Regions from separate parts of the Rattus norvegicus genome. Here region 1 is linked to region 2. Evidence: chromatin contacts called from public Hi-C data. All regions are on one chromosome and are shown on one strand. Each heading gives the region's core, a stretch centred on a gene start, on an enhancer-like site or on the middle of the called end of the contact. The rest is flanking DNA. Distances are from core to core; before and after follow the strand shown.

The links. A called contact is a pair of places that touch in the nucleus more often than the background predicts.
Region 1: a Hi-C map of psoas muscle shows a contact between it and region 2, with 2.9 times the contacts expected there. The contact joins two enhancer-like sites. A contact is called at or near these places in 3 of 12 Hi-C or Micro-C datasets (the A7r5 cell line, kidney and psoas muscle).

What each region holds. Positions count from the first base shown.
Region 1 is chr3:66,326,960-66,333,953 of GRCr8, forward strand. No RefSeq gene overlaps it. Among named protein-coding and RNA genes, the nearest start is that of Tank, 190 kb to the right of the region's middle. Within about 2 kb of position 1,847, at least 21 of the 93 cell types and tissues checked have an H3K27ac peak or open chromatin away from gene starts, as enhancers often do.
Region 2 is chr3:66,265,694-66,272,334 of GRCr8, forward strand. No RefSeq gene overlaps it. Among named protein-coding and RNA genes, the nearest start is that of Tank, 250 kb to the right of the region's middle. Within about 2 kb of position 4,023, at least 8 of the 93 cell types and tissues checked have an H3K27ac peak or open chromatin away from gene starts, as enhancers often do.

The DNA.
Region 1 (6,994 bases), core at 597-3,096, 59 kb after region 2:
TCTGACTCTACTACGCTCTTCACTTCCCTCCCTATACCCTTCTGAATAAACTCTATACTGTCCTCTGTGGCTGGTCCCTTAGGGGGAAGGGATGCCGAGGCACGGGCCCACCGAGGCACCCCCGTCCCCCATACTTCACCACACATCCATAGAACATAGCCCTACTCTCTTTATCTTTTTATAAACACATCAAAGAGAGATGATTGTTTTGTAATAGAAGATGGATGGGGGTGGGGGGGTGCTTTGACTTTCAAAAGCCCAAGTGAAAGTTTTGAAAGAAGATGGGGAAAGAATCTTAAATTTCCCTCATCTTTGAAGATGTGGCATTAGATTAAGATGCCTAGTCGGACACTCTTCTATCTAGAACCCCCTCCTCCTCCTTTCTTTTCAAAACAACAGGTGTGCTTTCTGGGGGCCTGGTTTCTCTGCAAACGTGTAGCACTTGGTAGAAAGAGATACTAGAGTCCTGGCCTCTCCTTTTCTGTTCTCATTAAATGGGTACCAGATATGCTGTTAGGTTTTCAAATCTGCCTGTGCCCGGACAGAACACACCCAGCCACCATGGTTCCACGTGGAGAGGTTTAATGAGAGAAGAGTAGAAGAGCGGAAAGGCGGCGGGCCATGTGCACGTGGAGGGGGTAATGGGGGCAAGAACAGAGAAGAACAAAGAGCAAGAGGGGTGGGAGAGGGTAAGAGAGAGTAAGAGGGGGTAAGAGGAGGAGAGGGAGCAAGCAGCCCCTTTTATAGCATCAGGCACAACTGGCTGTTGCCAGGCAACTGTGGGGTGGAGCATACCTGGCTGCTGCCAGGTAGCTGTGGGGGTGGAGCTTAAATAGAATACCAACATATGCTCCATTGATAAAGGCTTAATATTTTGTTATTTATCCACTGAACCAAAATACAAGGTGACGAATGTTTCAGGAGTTCAAAGCTTAATCTAAAAAATAAAATAAAATAAAATAAAATAAAAAGCTTTAAAGTCTCATGACTCTGTCAGACACTTCTTGCGAGCATTGTTCCTTAGTTTCCTCCTATAAAGGCAAAAAACACCAGTAAATGGTGTTGTGTCTGCCTTGGGCAGCGGTGGGGAAGATTAAATTAGATACTGCTGAACCATTTGCCATGGTGGGGGTGGGGGAAGTTGGCTCTCAGTACATAACCACTACTGATTTATTTGTGACAGAATGTCATATCAGAGACCTCATATACTTGTTTTCAATAAACCTTTTCTGGCTAGTTAAATAACCTTATTTTAAGAGTCCCCAAAGTTAGACATATACATGCCTCTTACCTCTCTAAGCCGACACCTCACAATGACAGGGACAAGAGCCTGCCTTTGGTTTATATGGCCCGAGGCCTGTATACTTTCCAAACCAACTCTTCCAGCCCCTGCTAATGAAATGTAAAGAATGCGACACCAGGCGTCCTGAGTTAGGAGAGGGAGGGGGCTGCCAGAGATGTGGTCCCAGTGGGCTCTCAAAATCTCTAGTATTCAGTTTATCTTGGGTAGAGCCTTTGTTCGAATTAAAAACAACAACAAGAAGCAGGCTTGTGCAAACCAGCTTCTCTGTAAACTCTAGTCCCTTCCTTGGCTTCCCGCGATACGGGAATAATCGTTCAACTGGTCCCATTTCTATTCCGACTGGAAACAGGAAACGAATGGGGTACAGTCTTAAACAAAAACAAAGAGACTGAAAGACAAACCAGATTGTCCCTGGGTTCAGAAGAGGTTTGCGCTAAGTGTTAGAAGGTTCAAATCTGGAAGATCCTCCCCCACTTTCTGCCATTCCAGAAATTCCTTTGGGGGGGGTGAGGCGGGGGCGGGGAGCGAAGAGCAGTTCTAAACTGCACAGCACTGCCATCTTCAGGGCCAAGGCGGAAAATATTTTCCGGGTCAGATAAATCATCGTCCCTGAACGCTTCATTTAAATATAATCAGATGCTTAAAACTTTGACAGCATAGTCTTTAACAGATTTTTTTTTTTATCTTTTAGCGTTTCCCGTGTTTAGAAAGTCAGAAAACACATATTTTTTTTGGTCTGTGTATGTGATATATGAACATTAAAAAAATACGTATTTGCCAATTGAAAGTTATTTTCAACCGGAAAGCTTAAATAGCTTACACAGCTCTGCCAGGTGATGGAGCATCACAGACGCAAACATATTGTTCTGAAAAAATTTTTTTCTTCCATAAAAAGAAGAAAGGATGAGCGTAATGGTTCCACGGTGCCGTTTGAACAGATGGTGTGATTAACAACTAGTGTGTTAGCCGTCTCAGGAGCTCGCCGAGAGTAAACAAATGCAACGGGAAAATCACTTTCCTCCCCAAAGAGTTTTTAGTTCATTTTATTACGAAAATTTGGAGGTCTGCATTTTGAAAGCTGAGTATCCTTAGAGGATACTGGGAGTACGTAGGGAGGGAGGGGTTTCTGGAGGAAGACTCAAAAAAGACTATTCTCTTCCTGATGAAGAATGTGGTTGCTCTCTCAGAGGCGAGAATGAGAGGAGGGTAGTCTAGGCTGTCGCTGTCATCCGGATGGTGGAGGCGGGTGGTTGGTGGTCCTACACACATGCCATAAAGTAAGAGGGTCAGATTCTCTCCCTGGCTCTTGTCCTCGATCTCTCTCTCTCTCTCTCTCTCTCTCTCTCTCTCTCTCTCTCTCTCTCTCTCTCTCTCTCTCTCTCTCTCTCTCTCTCTCTCTCTGGACTGCGGTTTCTTTTGTTTGAAAATCTGAGGAAAAACCAGATGAGCTGAACAGTTGTGTTTCAGAAACTTTAATGTGCACCTGGGGATCTCATTAAGATGCAAATTCTAACCTGGGGTAGGGTCCAGGCTTTGAAATTCTTACCCGCTCCTAGGTAGGGCTGACGCTGCTGACCCACAGGCCCCCTGTTTACCACCTGGCCTCTAAGAGCCTTCTGGGGATGACACTCTAGCATCCCATAATAGGCTAGGCAATGCAAAGCTAGCCGATCAGAGGCGGGGTCTGCCTTCCTAAGGCTCCTGGCTCAGAACTACTTGTGGATAAAAATACGTACTAAACATACCACACATTGTACCGATCTTTTTTTAAAGACTTTTAAAAAGTACGTTTCTGTGGGAGGGTACTGCACGTGAGTGCAGTGTGCAAGGGGGACAGAAGAGAGTACTCGAGGTGGAGTTATAGGCAGTCACGAGCCGCCATAGTGGGTGCAATGAACCAAACTCAGGTCCTCTTGCAAGGACAGCACACCCTGCTGAGCCATCTCTCCATCTCTCTTGTGTGGGTTTTTAAAAGTAAATCATTTTTCGTTCTTCTTTGTTTGTTTGTTTCATCTGCTAGAGAGCTAACCTGAGAAGGACCTCAAGACACAGCCACAGCCCATACATTATCTATATTATATATTTTGGGGCTGAGATGATCAAGAAGCTGAGAGTGAACACCAACCAGCATGTGCAAGGCAGTCAAGATCAATCCCGAGACTGCAGGGGGGTTAAAAATGTTACTTTAGGAAAGGCATTGGGACCAGAATAGGAGGAAATCTTGGTGGGGAGACATCTATAAATTACATATCTGGCTCATATCCAGAAAACACGAAGGATTCTCAAACCCCAACAGTATGAAAGCAGCCTCTACCGGTGAGGCAGTGTGTGGGTAGTGGTACCTGTCACCAACCTGACTGACAGACAACCAGATGTCAATCCTCAGGATGCAAAAAGAGAACTGATTCCTGCAAATTGTTCTTAGAGGTCCTCATGCACTGTGGTATGTTCACCCACCCACCCACCCACTCACAAAACCGTAATCAATAAATGAATGTAAATTTTTAAATAAAACATTTCCACTTTAAAGTGGGCAAAGACCGAGAGCAGGTGCTGACCCAAATGGGAAATACAAATGGCACGTGAATGAGTTGGACATCAGCGGCCACTGTGAAATTCAGACTGAATCCCTCATGAAGCACCTACCGGAACGGCTACGTTTCCAAGTATTGAGAATACCAAGTGGTCTTATGAATGAGAAGAAACCAGATCCCTCACAAGCAGGAGACTAGCTCACTCTTGACAAGACAAAGCAGAGGTGAAAGAACATGTGATACGTGGGGAAGAAATAGCTATGTTACTACTTCACATCTAAGTCCAATCTTCTAACATGCAAACACATGCTTAATAAGTCAATGTATTTTGTGTTAATTATTTTAATAGATGTGTGTGTGTGTGTGTGTGTGTGTGTGTGTGTGCTGTGTCAATGCACACACCCATTTGAGTGTGCAGGGAACACAGCAGGATGGACATCAGGTGCCCTGCTTTATCGCTCTATATCTTATACACACGTCTACAATTTTATTTTAGCACAGCTGTAGGGCCAACAACCTCCAGGGCTCTACCTGCTTCTGCTCACTTCAGCAAATAAGGGGCTAAGTACGGGGAGGCGCATGCCTGACATAGGTGAGTGTTGGGGATCGGAACACAGGTTCTTGTGAGCCCTCTCCTGTCCCTAAAGAGTAGATTGCCACACGTGGATAAGTCCGCCATTTTGCTAGACACCTTTGACATCATGATTCGAAAAGTCAATGTCTCCCAGACATCACTATGGTGCTCTGGCTGCAAACTCCAGTCCTGGAAGCTTATTCTCAGCCCGTGGCACCCTTTCTTTTTCTAATTATCTGTGAGTTGTCAAATGGCTTTCCCTAGGTTCTTCAGCACATTCGAGGGTAAGTGCAGGACACCGGCTCATCACTGACAAGGCCTTGACCTTCGAGAAACTTAATATTGTTATAAAAATAAACCAAGTCAATTGGTTCGCCCAAGGCTTGCACTGCGTAATACTCCTCCAGGAATTTCACAGAAAGACCACATACCAATCATTCCTGTGTGGAGGTAGAGAGAGAGGGAGCTGTAAGAAATATTCAACCTCCTTAGTATTAAAATCCTGCAAATTAAGATAGCATATCATGCTTCAAACTATCTGTTTGGTAAACAATGTATAGAGTAATGGTATATAGCAGTGATAGGGTGTGTGTGTGTGTGTGTGTGTGTGTGTGTGTGTGTGTTGGTGGTGGGGGGAGGGTTAATGAATTGACTGTTAAGCCCGGCAGTGTTCAGCAAATGCCTTTAAAATGTGCATCTTCTTTGGGCTAGTAATTCAGCTCCTAGAAATTTATCGCAAGAAATAATCAAGCAAAGATGTTTGCCTTTATGCTGTTAAGCAGGGAAACTGAGTGTTGGGGCTCCATTACCGCTTCCAGAAAGTAGATAAGACGCCACCACCTTCTTTGACAAGATACATATACCACAGAAGTGCGCATGGGCTAGTGCAGTCGGAGAGGGAACACCTAAGGAGATGTTGAACGAATTCAGACAATATTAACAAACGGCTCATGTTAGTTGTGCGAATTAATGTAACCTGCATATTAAAAGGTAGAAGGGGAATGACATAAACCAGTGGAATGTAGCCCCAGCTGAACCAGAAAGAAGGCAGCTCAATTGCAAATGAAAAAATGCAGACCAGCCATTAATACTACCTTCATTTTTTTGTGCAATTTTCTTAAAGACAAGATTTTTTTTGAGGGGGGGGAATTTGTAAAAGGAAACTTCATGATGCTATAAATAGTTATTTCTGGGTAGCAGGACAGAAATGGAGTTTTCTTGTCTTCCTTACACCTTTCTGTACTTCTTAGTGTTTTTCAGTGAAGTATGCCCAACCTGCTGCTTCTAGAAACAACTAGGGGATGAGTCAGATGCATGTTCTTTACATTAACATGGCTGAAAAAAAAAGATTTCTTCTCCCAGGGCTTCTAACTTGTGGGTTTCGGTTTCGAACCTTTTGGAGATTGAACCAATCCTTTCACAGAGGTAATATGTCAGATATGCTGAATGTCACATATTTGCATATTGATTCCTAACAGTAGCAAGATTACAGTTATGAAGTAGCAACAAAAATCGTTTTATAGTTGGGGGTCACCACAACTTGAAGAACTATATTAAAGGGTCGCAGCATTAGCTGTCTCAACTCTTTGCCATCCTGCCTTCTTCACAGACTTCTCAGGCTTACCTGGGGCTTCTCACCACGACCCTAAAACCTGAGGCACTGGCACCGAGGCCAGTGTAAGTGAGTACTTATGTGCTGGGTCTCAGCAGTGGACAGTAGCCATGCCAGCCCAGCCCCTGCAGCCTGACTTCCTCCTCCATTACAACACTGCTGTTAAATGGGATTCGGCATCCATGTCTTCCCTAAAAAAACAATTACAAAGCTCCTCCCAGGCAGGTTTTCTTAAAACGGGATTTCAGTATAAACAAGGAGGGCTTTTTGTTTTGTGATATCTTTTTGCTTTGTTTTTTGATTGGTTTGCTTTGTTTTAGATATAAAATGTCAGGCAAAATGAGAGAAATCTGTCATTTCAGAATGTACATATATGCATATGCTACTCTTACTGATGTGCGAGGGGGAGGACAGGGAGGGATAAATTCACTAGATCTAATTCTTTCCATTCGATCCACACATAAAGCTTTCCCTCAGTGTCACAGTTTGATGACTGGCATATTTAAAAAAGAACCTCATTACCCATTTCAGAAAACCGTGGTATGCTGCTGTAGAACTATCTATTCCCTCATTGCAGCAAGCAATGTGTGTGTGTGTGTGTGTGTGTGTGTGTGTGTGTGTGTGTCTGCATTAGTGTCTTCCACCACAGGTTTGACTTTGATTAAAGTTATTCTAAAATCTATTGTGACTAAGTTTTCCTGATTAGTGCTTGGATTTTATGTAGAGCAATGTTTTAGCCCTGATAAAATGTTGGGGTTGACTTTGTTCGGGTTACTTAAAGAGGGCTAGTGAGGACCTGGCTGAACCAGTTCCTGTCCTGCTGCTGACGCCTGTGCTGGCTGAGGTCACTCTGCTCTGCCCTGCTGCAGTAGCCACTGATCCTACCTCATCCTGAATTAGGAACCTGGCAGCTGACTGACAGCCGAGGCTCCTCAGTCCTTAGCTGGCCCAGTGATTCACAGTTTTGTTTG
Region 2 (6,641 bases), core at 2,773-5,272:
TGCATTCTGACCCGTTAACTCGATTAAATCCATTAAGCTAATCCCCTAACCTTGTAAACTAAATCACATTTTTCCCAAATAACTTTCTAGAAGAAATAAGGATGGATTTAATCTCAAGGTTTCTAGGTGCAGGAAAGGCTTGGGTTGGTTATAGAGGGGGGAAAAGCAAGACCAGAGAGGCTTAGACAGTAGAGGGAAGCAGTTGAGATTTGGAGATGGTATGAATGTTTATGACTTTGGAGACAGTGATGAAGACACTCACTGAGTGAAGGAGAGAGTTGAGAAATACTCCAAAGGCAGAGCTGGTGAAGAGAGACAGGATTCTGGGAATGTGACATCTGGTTATTGAGAAAGGTGTTTGCTTGACTGACACTGGTGTTTCAAATGGAGTGAGCTCATCTATGCTTCTGTAGCTACATCAGCAAATGTCTCTCCTAGGACACCTCCACATTGGTGGAAAACAGCTCCAAATAAAGAAGAATATTTGCAACAACTTCTCTTTCTTTTTTTCAAAACAAGAGATCCAGTTTGCCCCCTCATCCTGAAAATGTGTGCATCCTGCTTCAATGTAAAACGTGTCTTTACCCTTGACACTTGCCAGACAACATAACCTCACCCATTGTACATAATTTTATTGTATTTGTACTTCAAGGTCATTTAAGGAGTACTTGGGATATAAATTATAAGTAACATACAACAGAAGCCTTCCTCGTGCTCTAGGATTGGCAACATCGTTAAATTATCTACACCAGTTGGCTTTTGTCAACTTGCCGTAAACCTAGACTTTTCTGGAAAGAGGGAATCTTTATTAAGGAAACGCTTCATAAACTTGACCAGAAGTTTGTGTGATGCTGTCTTGATTGATGGTTGATGTGGGAGGATCCAGCTCCCTGGGGACAGCACAGCCTCTGTGCGGCTCATTCTGGGATATAGGAGAAAGCAGGCTGAGCAAAGCCACGGGTAACAAATCAGTAAGCTGTGCCCCTCCATGGTCTCTGCTTCCTTCAGCTCCTGCCTTGTTTGACTTCTTGCCCTGACTTCCTTCAGCTATGGACTATGGTATGGAACTATAAGCTAAATAAATCCTTTCCTCCCCAGATGCTTTGGATTGTACCTTAGTACAGCAATAGAAACCCTAAGACAATATCCCTGGCTCAAAAAGGAATCTGTTCTATTCAAGAAAGCAGGAAATTGTTATATTGTTTGGAACGATTTTTATCAATACTCTTAAGATGTGAAAGTACTGGCAGGTGGAAGCTCTGGTTATCTAGAAACTGCATTCTTGCTGACATTCCAAAGCACCCCCTTGTTCTGCTTTCTACGCCATCCCTGCAAGAGCACAATCAAATACCCAGAGCTGTCCCAAACAACCTAACTGATAGCAGTTTGGTTTGTGAATTTCTCTTGGAAATAATGCGTGACTGCATGGCAAGGCAAAGGCAGCATCAATGTGAAAAGCCCAAGCACTCTGTGACGTTATCACTTTATACAAATGTAGTTAAATTTTAGAATAGAGAGTAATGAATCATTGGAGGAAAGATACTGTATCTTTGCATTACAGTAGTGCTAAGTCTAATGTTTGTTGTGTCTCTTCTGTCAGCCTCTGAAAGGAAGGCAGGCAGGGTTGCTCTTCCTCTGCCACCTAACCATTATCCAGGACTACAGTCACATCATGCAAATATTCAATCAGTCCCTGAAATTTGTCAGCAAGCAGCAGTTAGAGTCAGCATTCTTCATTTGCTCCTGGCATTGCTCTAACAGCTTTCAAGAAAGATACACGGTCCCACTCATCCTCCGTCCTTCAACCAGACAATGAAAATCCATATCCACCAGCAGGTATCCACCAAAATCAAGATAGTCACCTCATTTAAGAAGGTGTGAAAGGAAGCTAAATCATGAGCACAAAAATCATGAAACAAAAGGGTTGCTACTTAGTATTCAAGGAGGAAAAAAGACTGATCCAAAATGAGTTCATTTTCAGGGGAGACAAGTTTTAAGCCCACAATATTTAAATTACAATTTTAAAGAGAAAATTAGCCTCAATTATACCAAGAGTTACACTGGTAGGATACTGAATTTATATAGGAATGAAACTCTTTTCAAAGGTAATTCTTCAAAATGAAACATTTTAAGAGGGAAAGTTGGCCGGTAAGGGGAGAAGGCCACACTGGCAGGTGCAAAGAACCAATCCAGGTGACACAAAGTCTCATCATTTGAGCCAGTTAGCTAGAAAGACAGACAGTGTTCCCTCAGAATGACTCCTTAAAAGTAGATCACCAGAAATGAAGGCTCATCCATAACTAATTGGGAAGCTACCAGCCTTGAATCCATTTCATATATACATGCACATATATGTACATATAAACCTGAGGTGCATTGTTGTCTCGTCTAAGGTTGACTTCTGGAATGGCTCTATAAGGGCCATCAAGAACATCCCATTTTCTGATGTGAATGAGACAGGGCACACTAACATCCCCTCTCACTACTCTTTCCCAACTGTCTATGACACCATCAAAAGACTGTGGGAGCTAGAAGAATATGCCAAACACATGCACAGGATTGGGTCCCAGGGCCCAGATTCTGCTTGTCTTAGCCATGACACAGGCTTAAACATGGACTCTGAATCAAGAAAGATTGGATTCCAATCAAAGAAAGAGAGAGAATACATCACAGCACAGATGCAGAATTTTGCAACGCAGAGAGCCCTGCTGGCCACTAATCCATAGCTTTAGACAAATCACCTAAGAATAAGATCAGTGCCAAGTTGCAACTACCCACCTAGGAATATTTATGAATTTTAAGACCTGTTTATTTGTAGAAACCCAACATTGGTAGCTAAAACAGATTCTTCTCAGTCGAGCAACGGCCCTGATAAATTTTCAGCTGAAGCAAGAGTGAGAGAGAATCACTAACTCTTTAAAAATGGGTTATGTTGATGTTTTCATCATTGCCTAGATGGTAACTCTGGTAGCAGGGGATGTACTGTGTGTGTAGTATGAGGTGTGTATGTGCTGTACATGTGTGGTGCTGTATGCATGCGTGCGCACATGTGCGCGCGCGCGCGTGTGTGTGTGTGTGTGTGTGTGCGTGTGTGTGTGTGTGTGTGTGTGTTTATTTGTGTTTGTGCTTGAAGTTGCAAAAGTCCTTTAAGTCCTTTCCAGAGAGATGCCCTACAAAGTAACAGCATTTCAACTCTTAGTATTTAATCCAAGAAATATAAAATACAGTAAGACAAGACTGATGTGGAAAATGTGAACGAGGGATGATCAAGGCATTGGGTGGAGGGCATGAATGTCTCACCGGCTGTCACTCTGTCTATTCATTTGAGGGAGAATGGAGTGCTACCGTCACTGAATTGAGCAAGACATGCACAATCCTCACCCAACTCAAAAATCCAGGCTAAGTTTGTTTTAGGTTTTTGTTCCTTGACTGCGGGAGTGGCAGCAGACTCTGAGAGGCATTTTTATGTTAGGAAATGGTGGAAACGGGAAGAAAGCTGAACAGGTTTGAATTCTTTGGAGAAAACAATAACGTGCTATGCCTGGAGAACAACCAGGTCAACATGGATGGCAGAGCTGCGGTGGGTGCTGGGTGACCAGAACTAATGCAGATGCTGCAGGGTGGGCCGACAGGACACTGGCTCCTTCCAGGTCTTGATGGGACCTTTTTAAAATAACCTCTGGTCATCCTGCAATCCACACGCAACCAGTTCGAAACCAGTACACAACAACCATTTTATTTCCCTTTTCTTAGTCCGTGACCAAGTAGGGAAAATGCATAAAACCCGTGTGAGCTGTATAACATAAGAAGGTCTGAAATGATAGTGATTTTACTCCTCTTCATTCAAGGAGAAAGAACGAGCCAGCAAAGGGCAGCCTGAGAGTAGCTGTGAACGGGAAAGGGCATTTATTTCCTCGTAATGGCTCTAGTCTGAGTTGCCTTTTTATCCACTTAGGCCCACAGGACAAGCTCACCCTGGAATGCTCTTCAGCCTGGCTCTGTGCAGATGTAATCCGACCTGCTCTGGTCAGTCCTAATTGCAAACACATTTCTCTCCCTCTGCACCCTCCTAAGCAGGCCGTGGTCAGAGCCTTGCCAGCGCTTTTCTGGCATCTTTTTCTTGCTTTGTTTCCAAATCTGCATTTTTCTGTGAGAAAAGACGTCGGAGAGGTTGTAAACAGGGTAATTATATGTCAATATGATTCCCAATGCTATCTTCCCTCCTGGGTTTCTTTGAATGTGTTGGGGTTTGTTGTGATGTGAAGGTTTTTTTCCCACTCCACCTTTGAGTCAGGGAGATAAAATGTTATTTTGACAGTACAAGTATATGGATCCACGAGAAACTTCATATGTTGTCGTTCTAGATCTTTATGAAAGATTATTGGAAGGGGAGGAATAGCAAACAACTGAGAAAGGAGAGGGAAACAGTAGACATACCGGTGGCCAGCATTTACAGTCTCGTAAGAACAGGCATGTGCCCCAGCCATCTGTTCTAGAAGTGTAGAGAAGGAAGCTAAACTTCATGAACAGTCTCAAGTTCAGAATATCGCAAAGTTGTCCTGTCTAAAATGGCCCCATTCCATCTGGGGAAGGTCAAGTATTTTATTCTCTTTAGAACATTCTCCTGTTCTTCATCTATGCTTTGCTGAACTTTCCTCTGTGTTATATGAAGTCAGACATCCTGAATTTAAGATGAGGTGATGCTCACCTCACAAACTTCCATGCATGGACACAGCCTGGTTTGTTTGTTTGTTTTTTCTTTCTTTTTCCACAAAAGGATGTGATTTGTTGTTGTCTGAGGTAAGAGGCATCTCATGGTCTCCACTGATGGCCTCATAGCAGTGTACATGTGTGCTATAGCATGTGACTAATAACCACAGAGCATTAAACCAAGGCAGCTCTGGGAACATATATACTATCTACTTATCATGGACGTTTTATTCTAGGTGCCTAGGACACCAATTAAGTGTTCAATAAACGTTGAAAAGCTTGCCAATGTGCATTCAGAAGATCCGGCCTGTTAACAGTCAAAGTACCTCTGTTAAACTGTTGATTCATCTCCCCTACAGCCAGGGCAACGGGGACAAAGAAAGCACCATCCTGTTCCTAGGAAGCTTCGGTTTGATGAGTGCACAGGGGCCAAGTGAACAGCAGACGTTGGGAGCACAGAAGGAAAATGAGAAATGCCTTCTGCAGTGCTGAATGAGAGACAGACAGACAGACAGAGACAGAGAGACAGACAGAGAGAGAAAGAGACAGAGGCAGAGAAAGAGACAGAGAGACAGATCTGACTTTATCATTTTGTAAATTTTAGGGGAAAGAGGTAACAAGTAAGTACAAGGATTATACTGAATACCTTAGATCCTGTTCCAGTTTTGAATAACAATCCCTAATAACTGTGTTTATCATTAGAATATAATGGTTTTACAAATTCCCTTTCTAAGGAACCATTCCTTCACCTGCTGTAGAAGGACCCCTTGCTGGAAAGTCAGGCCTCCTATAACCACATGGTCTTGAGAGCATTGTCTTCACTATAAAATGTCGGTAATGACTATAAGGGGTGTTCCTTGCCTGGGCAAGGGCTGCATGTCAAATTTTTTATAAGTGGCCTACTCAACTTGGCAAATGGCGGTGAGCATTGCACATAAGCAGGTATTGGAAATTCTTAAAAGGCTAACAATTGCCTCTTAAAATTCTGGAGCATGAACAGTGGTAATACTGTCTCCCCCTCCTCTTTCTGAAGGAAAGGTATAGGAAGCATGGGGTGAAACTCAAAGGTATCAAGCTGCAAAATCAATGCTACACCATTGTCCTTTTCAAATAATGTTTCAATATTGTTAATAATCATGTCAATGACTGTTAACCACATGTGATTCTCTCCATCTTCCCACCACTTGGGAGGTTGAGATAAAAGGATTGCCAGGAGATTGAGGCTAGCCTGGACTAAAGGATAAAATGCTGCCTCTAAGACAAAAGCAAAACAAACAAACAAATGAAAGAACCCTAAACCAAAAACAGAACAAATGTCAACTGGTAGTAAAACATTTTGTCACTACTGTAATTCTTTATGTTGTTGGCTTATAATATTAATGAGGCAAATTAAATTTCTCATAGATTATTGTTTAATTAAATACATTAAATAAACTTGCTTCTCATGACACCATATATTTATTTTAAAATGTTCTAGACTGTTATTAGGTCTCATTTCATCCCAGGAACAATGAAAGACTTACTTTTAACAAGTGTCCAGACTAATGCACTCAGGAAACAAGTGAAAGGCATTCAGCTGTCTGTAAAACACAGACCTAGAAGCAAAGAAGAAAACTTGAGCTTAGTTCATTTCCAAGATTTGTGTATAAAAATTCAGTTGACATTACTTCAAACTCTCTCCCAGATTATGCTACACGGGGCTGCTAAGCAACACATTCCATCTAGTGGTGTGCTGTTTGGGGTGGTATCATCAAGCCCCACCCACCAAAACAAAAACTACCTAAAACAGAACAGAAACCTGAAATCAGAAGTTTACAGACTAGACACTAGTTGATACATTGGCTTATAGCTCAGCTCTGGATAATTCTATAGATAATTCTAGATCATCAATCCATGATGATCATTGACTGTCTACTGTGTGGCCCCTGCTG